Linked DNA regions of Xenopus laevis: region 2 is linked to region 1. The links are chromatin contacts, called in public Hi-C maps. All regions are on one chromosome and are shown on one strand. Each heading gives the region's core, a stretch centred on a gene start, on an enhancer-like site or on the middle of the called end of the contact. The rest is flanking DNA. Distances are from core to core; before and after follow the strand shown. Region 1 has its middle 16 kb from the start of rnf144b.L. Region 2 has its middle 40 kb from the start of rnf144b.L.

The links. A called contact is a pair of places that touch in the nucleus more often than the background predicts.
Region 2: a contact with region 1 is called in a Hi-C map of the XL177 cell line, with 2.4 times the contacts expected there. The contact joins two enhancer-like sites. A contact is called at or near these places in 2 of 4 Hi-C or Micro-C datasets (the XL177 cell line and the XTC cell line).

Annotation. Positions count from the first base shown.
Region 1 is chr6L:98,958,029-98,960,739 of Xenopus_laevis_v10.1, forward strand. No RefSeq gene overlaps it. Among protein-coding and RNA genes, the nearest start is that of rnf144b.L, 16 kb to the right of the region's middle. Within about 2 kb of position 1,388, at least 1 of the 7 cell types and tissues checked has an H3K27ac peak or open chromatin away from gene starts, as enhancers often do.
Region 2 is chr6L:99,014,523-99,017,233 of Xenopus_laevis_v10.1, forward strand. No RefSeq gene overlaps it. Among protein-coding and RNA genes, the nearest start is that of rnf144b.L, 40 kb to the left of the region's middle. Within about 2 kb of position 1,324, at least 1 of the 7 cell types and tissues checked has an H3K27ac peak or open chromatin away from gene starts, as enhancers often do.

The DNA.
Region 1 (2,711 bases), core at 138-2,637:
AAAGTTAATTTTGCTTGACTAACATGATAACATTTGGGAATAATTTTTTTGGTGACAGGTCCCCTTTAATCCTTGGGTAAAAAATAGCCATTGGTGGCCAAGGCTCCCCCCACCAATTTAAAACAATCCATTAGTGGCCAGGGTCCCCACGACAAGTTATAAAAAACATTGGTGGTCAGGAATCCCATAAAAGATTAAAAAGAAACTATTGGTATTCAGAGGAATTTACCTTAAAAGTTCTCCTTGGCCGTGGTTTTCTTTGGTGGCTTTGAGTGCTTTTGGTGTATTCGGCTAATGTTCAGAGGATTTTGCTCCGTTTGTCTCCCTTCAGCGCAGCTGCCGCCCCCTTTAAATTTCCCCCTTCACAATTCACCTGGCAGCATGACTGCCCCCTACCAAATGGCACCCCTGAGTATACCTCCTTTTAAGAGCACAAAAAATTACCCTTCTTAGTGAACTTCTGTTTATCTGTGCTCCAGTAATCTAATTATCTACCTCACAATGACCAAACCTGAAGTAGCTTAAAGGGATACTGTCATGGGAAAAAAAAAAATTCAAAATGAATCAGGCAATAGTACAACTCCAACAGATTTCTGCACTGAAATCCATTTCTCAAAAGAGCAAACAGATTTTTTTATATTCAATTTTGAAATCTGACATGGGGCTAGACATTTTGTCAATTTCCCAGCTGCCCCTGGTCATGTGACTTGTGCCTGCACTTCAGGAGAGAAATGCTTTCTGGCAGGCTGCTGTTTTTCCTTCTCAATGTAACTGAATGTGTCTCAGTGGGACATGGGTTTTGAGTGTTGTTCTTAGATCTACCAGGCAGCTGTTATCTTGTGTTAGGGAGTTGCTATCTGGTTACCTTCCCATTGTTCTTTTGTTTGGCTGCTGGGGGGAAAGGGAGGGGGGTGATATCACACCAACTTGCAGTACAGCAGTAAAGAGTGATTGAAGTTTATCAGAGCACAAGTCACATGACCAGGGGCAGCTGGGAAATTGACAATATGTCTAGCCCCATGTCAGATTTCAAAATTGAATATAAAAAAATCTGTTTGCTCTTTAGAGAAATGGATTTCAGTGCAGAATTCTGCTGGAGCAGCACTATTAACTGATTCATTTTGAAAAAAATGTTTTTTCCCATGACAGTATCCCTTTAATTTCCCAGTTGCCCGGTTCAGCTCAAGAATATCAAAAATCATAGTTTTTTGTTATTAAAATAATAGGCAAAAATAATTTTTTCACAAGCTTTTTCATTGTGTTCATCAAAGGATATACTGCCCCTTTATTAGTCATGGAACTGTAACGGGGAACTGTTGTGGTTGCTGTAAATTGTATCTGTAACCATATGAGAGGGGTAAGCAAATGTTGCCCTTAAAAAGAGGGCCCCTGTGAGTCTGCACGGTGCCTTATTACTTAGCGATAATTACTTCTCATTAGTTTTCAATTTCACCTGAAGTAGCTGTGAGTCAGTAACTGCTTCTGCACTCGCTGGGATGCATCAGTCCGCATACCGTACAAATTTCCCTTTTTATCATTAATTACAGGATGGCTTTTTTTTAAAATTGTCTTTTTTTTCAAAGCACCTTTGTTTAACCAGCTTTCCTACCACCAGGCATACGTGTTTGCTTTGTTTTGTTGATGACACACTAATCAGCATAGTTGCACCATTAATCTTGACTTAGCTTTGTGCTATTTGTCCGGTTCTTCCAGTTTGGTGCTACCTGGAACATTAAACAAGAAAGGCATTCTTGGTTTGAATTACATAATGTCTGCTATTTATCACTTTATACACCTGTGCACTTTTAAGTCATGTGTACCTACCAGACTGTGATAATAGTAACAAGCTACTGTTGGAAATGTTTGAGCTCTCTCTTACTATATTGTAATTTCCACCCTTTTTTATGGGGGAGGGGAGGGGGATATCAAAAATAACTAGTCTGTGGGTCCCATAGAACAGCAGTGCATGTGCTAACTAATCTCATTCTTATCTATGGGTCTGTACCCACAGCAGTGGAAGCCAAAGCTGAGCACAGAAAATTGTATTCTTCACCCTGCATTGCTCTATCGAGACCCCTCACCCACCCAAGGAGGAATAAGATCAATAAGCATATACATTGCCATAAAGTGCAACAATAATTTCACATGGCAGAGCAATTTAGCAAAAGTTTTTAAATTGTGGCCATTTAGCCTAATAAATATGCAACAGTCTTTCAATAAGGCATAGGGACTTCTCAAAGCACCTGGAGTACCGTATATACTCGTGTATAAGCCGACCCGTGTATAAGCCGAGGTACCTAATTTACCTAAGAAAACTGGAAAAATGTATTGACTCGTGTATAAGCCTAGGGGCCCCATGTCAGATTTCAAAATGTGAATGTGTAAATGTGTAATCATGTTTTATGGCATAGAAATCTATCTAAAACTATTTAAAAGAGCCTCCCCATAATTCCATCAGCAGGAACATGACACTGCAAAAATATGCTTACCCTGAGAAGGATCAGTGTGGGCCAGGTTATAAATAGGACACAGTTCTCTAGCACAGACGCATAGTGATGCCACTGCTGATCCGACGGGGTGAAAACATCAAAATCCCTCATAAAATGGCTGGAGAAATGTTCCCCTTTACACCCAGCACCCTGCGAGCCCTGCAGAGACAGAGGGAGCTCTGTCTTGTCCCAGCTTTGACTTCCAGCCCAGCAGTGCGACCC
Region 2 (2,711 bases), core at 74-2,573, 56 kb after region 1:
ATGAGATAGTGGGGGAGGAAATTTGGCTGTGGGTACTGTTAAGGATAGGGAGGACCACATGTCATATGTTCAATATGGTACCAGTATTAAATGTATGTTTGCAAATGCAAGGAGTCTGACTGGTAAAATGGGAGAGCTGGAGGTGCTGGAGGGAAAATATGATGTGATTGGTGTGGCCGAAACATGGCTGAATGAGTCACATGACTGGGCAGTTAATATCAGTGGCTATTCTTTGTTTCAGAGGGACAGAGGCAATAGAAAAGGAGGAGGGGTATGTCTGTTTGTTAGGCAGGATTTGAAAGCTCATATAAACGAGGAGGTTATGTTAGAAAATGAGGGGGCAGAAGTCTTATGGGTGGAGTTCTTCACCAATTGTAAAGAGTCCAGCAAATTAATTGTAGGCGTATGCTATAGACCCCCTAATGTAAGTGAGGAGGAGGAGGCGATGCTCCTGATGTAAATAGAAAAGGCTGCTAGTTTGGGTAACGTAATGATTATGGGGAATTTTAATTACTCAGATTTTGAATGGAGCAACAGTACTGCCAGATCAGTTAATGGGAACAAGTTTATAAACTTGTTGCATGACAATTTTATTGCATAGGTTGTTGAGGAGCCTACCAGAAAAAATGCTATTCTTGATTTAGTGATCTCAAATGACCCAGAACTTATAGCAAATGTGCAAGTCATTGAACCCCTGGGTAATAATGAACATAATGTTATATCATTTAATGTCTGGTGCAAAAAAACAAATATATACTGGGGCAACAAAAACCATGAATTTTGGAAAAGCTAATTTTAGTGCCTTGAGGGCTGCCCTACAGAGCTACTTAATGCCCTATTGATTGGTCAGCTAAAAACACAGAACAGAAATGGTTGTCATTTAAAATGATATTAAATCATTACTGTTCTCAATTTATTCTAGAAAGACAGACACCTGTTTATTACTAATACTAATGTTGGGGGAGACGTTATTTGGCTTGTGGATTAAATATAAATAATTTTATAGGAATTTTGCTTTGAAATTGATGAATCTCATAACTTTTTATGAATTGATAAACTGATGCAGTATTCCGGACTTTTAGTAGGCATAATTGTATGCTGATATAATGTACAATTTTTTGTTAAAGATGACTATAAACAAGTTGTGTACACACAATACATTTACATTTTGATTTTAGTTTTTGTATTTATTAATGGAGTGCTGGGATAGGATTCCCTTGATGCTTTATGTCAAAAGGAAGAAGGTGAAAGGCTGGTATTTTTTTCTATAAAAGGTGGTAACCCTACTAGAGCCCTTGGTTAGGGCAGCAGCTGGTGGTCCCTCCTGCCCATACCATGATATGTGCAGCTAACTCCAGTGGCGGGCTGAGGGGATACCGGTCTCAGCTGCAATTGGGGCATGGATAGGACAACAGCACCGTCTGTGCATGCGTCAATCATTAAAAGAAGGGGTCGGGTGGAGGTCTGGTGCCTACAGCAGCGCCAGACCTAAATACAACCCTGGCATTAGCCCACCAAATATAGCACAGTGTGATATGAAGACGTGGTCGAAAGGTAGTTAAATATATCTTTATACTATAACCAGACTGCTTAATGTTCATTTTCGAAAATTTTGTATCAGTTCTTAAAAGCCTTTTGTACATTGTATGGCAGTTTGGCCTCAAAACTAAAGAGCACCTCACAGACATAAGACATTAGAACTTAAAGGGGTAGTTCACGTTTAGGTTAGCTTTAAGTATGCTATAGAATGTCCTAATCTTAGCAACTTTTCAATCGTAAAGTTTATTTTTTCCAGTATTTTAATTATTTGCCTTTTTTGCTGCCTTGTTTCCAGCTGACACTGACACTGGCTACTTCATTCAGACCTTTATATTATTCAAGGAATCACCTGACACTCTCTGTCATATGTGCAGGGGCGTATTTATATTAAGGTTTTGGGGGGCAGCCCTTGGGTGCCTATAAATTAATTTTTTAAATTAAAAAAAAAAATCGCCCAGCCTCTTCCATGGATTTCCATAGGAAATGCGGTGAAATTGCTGGGGGCGTAAGGGGTATGGGGAAGGGGTGGTTGGCGGAAGTGACATCATATACACATGTCACTTCTGCAACGTCCGTGTGTGTGATGTCACTCACATAACGCGCTGACATCACGCACGTCACGTAGGGGGCATGTTTAGGTCCGGTGCCTAGGGCAGCATCGGACCTAAATATAGTCCTGCATATGCGATGTGCAAATCTTGTAAGTTTGCTGAAAAATTGGACGACCGCACAATGGGAGAGACTTGACAAGCAAAACACAGAACTAGATGTAACGTACCATATGTCAAGTAGTACCCCTGAGGCCTCCAGATTGTGGAAAGCTTAAAGACAGAGGAGGAGAAAATACAAACAATTTAAGGAATGGTAACGGAAAACAAAATAGGGCTCTGCAGCTGGGGTTGAACAAAATTTGCCACAGTGGTTGTTCAAATGTACCTCTGGTACGTGTCCAAAGCCTCTTAAACGATCTCATAATTACTGTAATAATAAAATAGTACCTTGTATATGATCCCAACTACAGTAAGATATAATTAATCCTTATTGGAGGCAAAACCAGCCTATTGGGTTTATTTAATATTTACATGATTTTCTAGTAGACTTAAGTTATGAATATCTAAATTACAGAAAGATCCATTATCTGCAAAACCCTCATTCCTTGAGCATTCTGGATA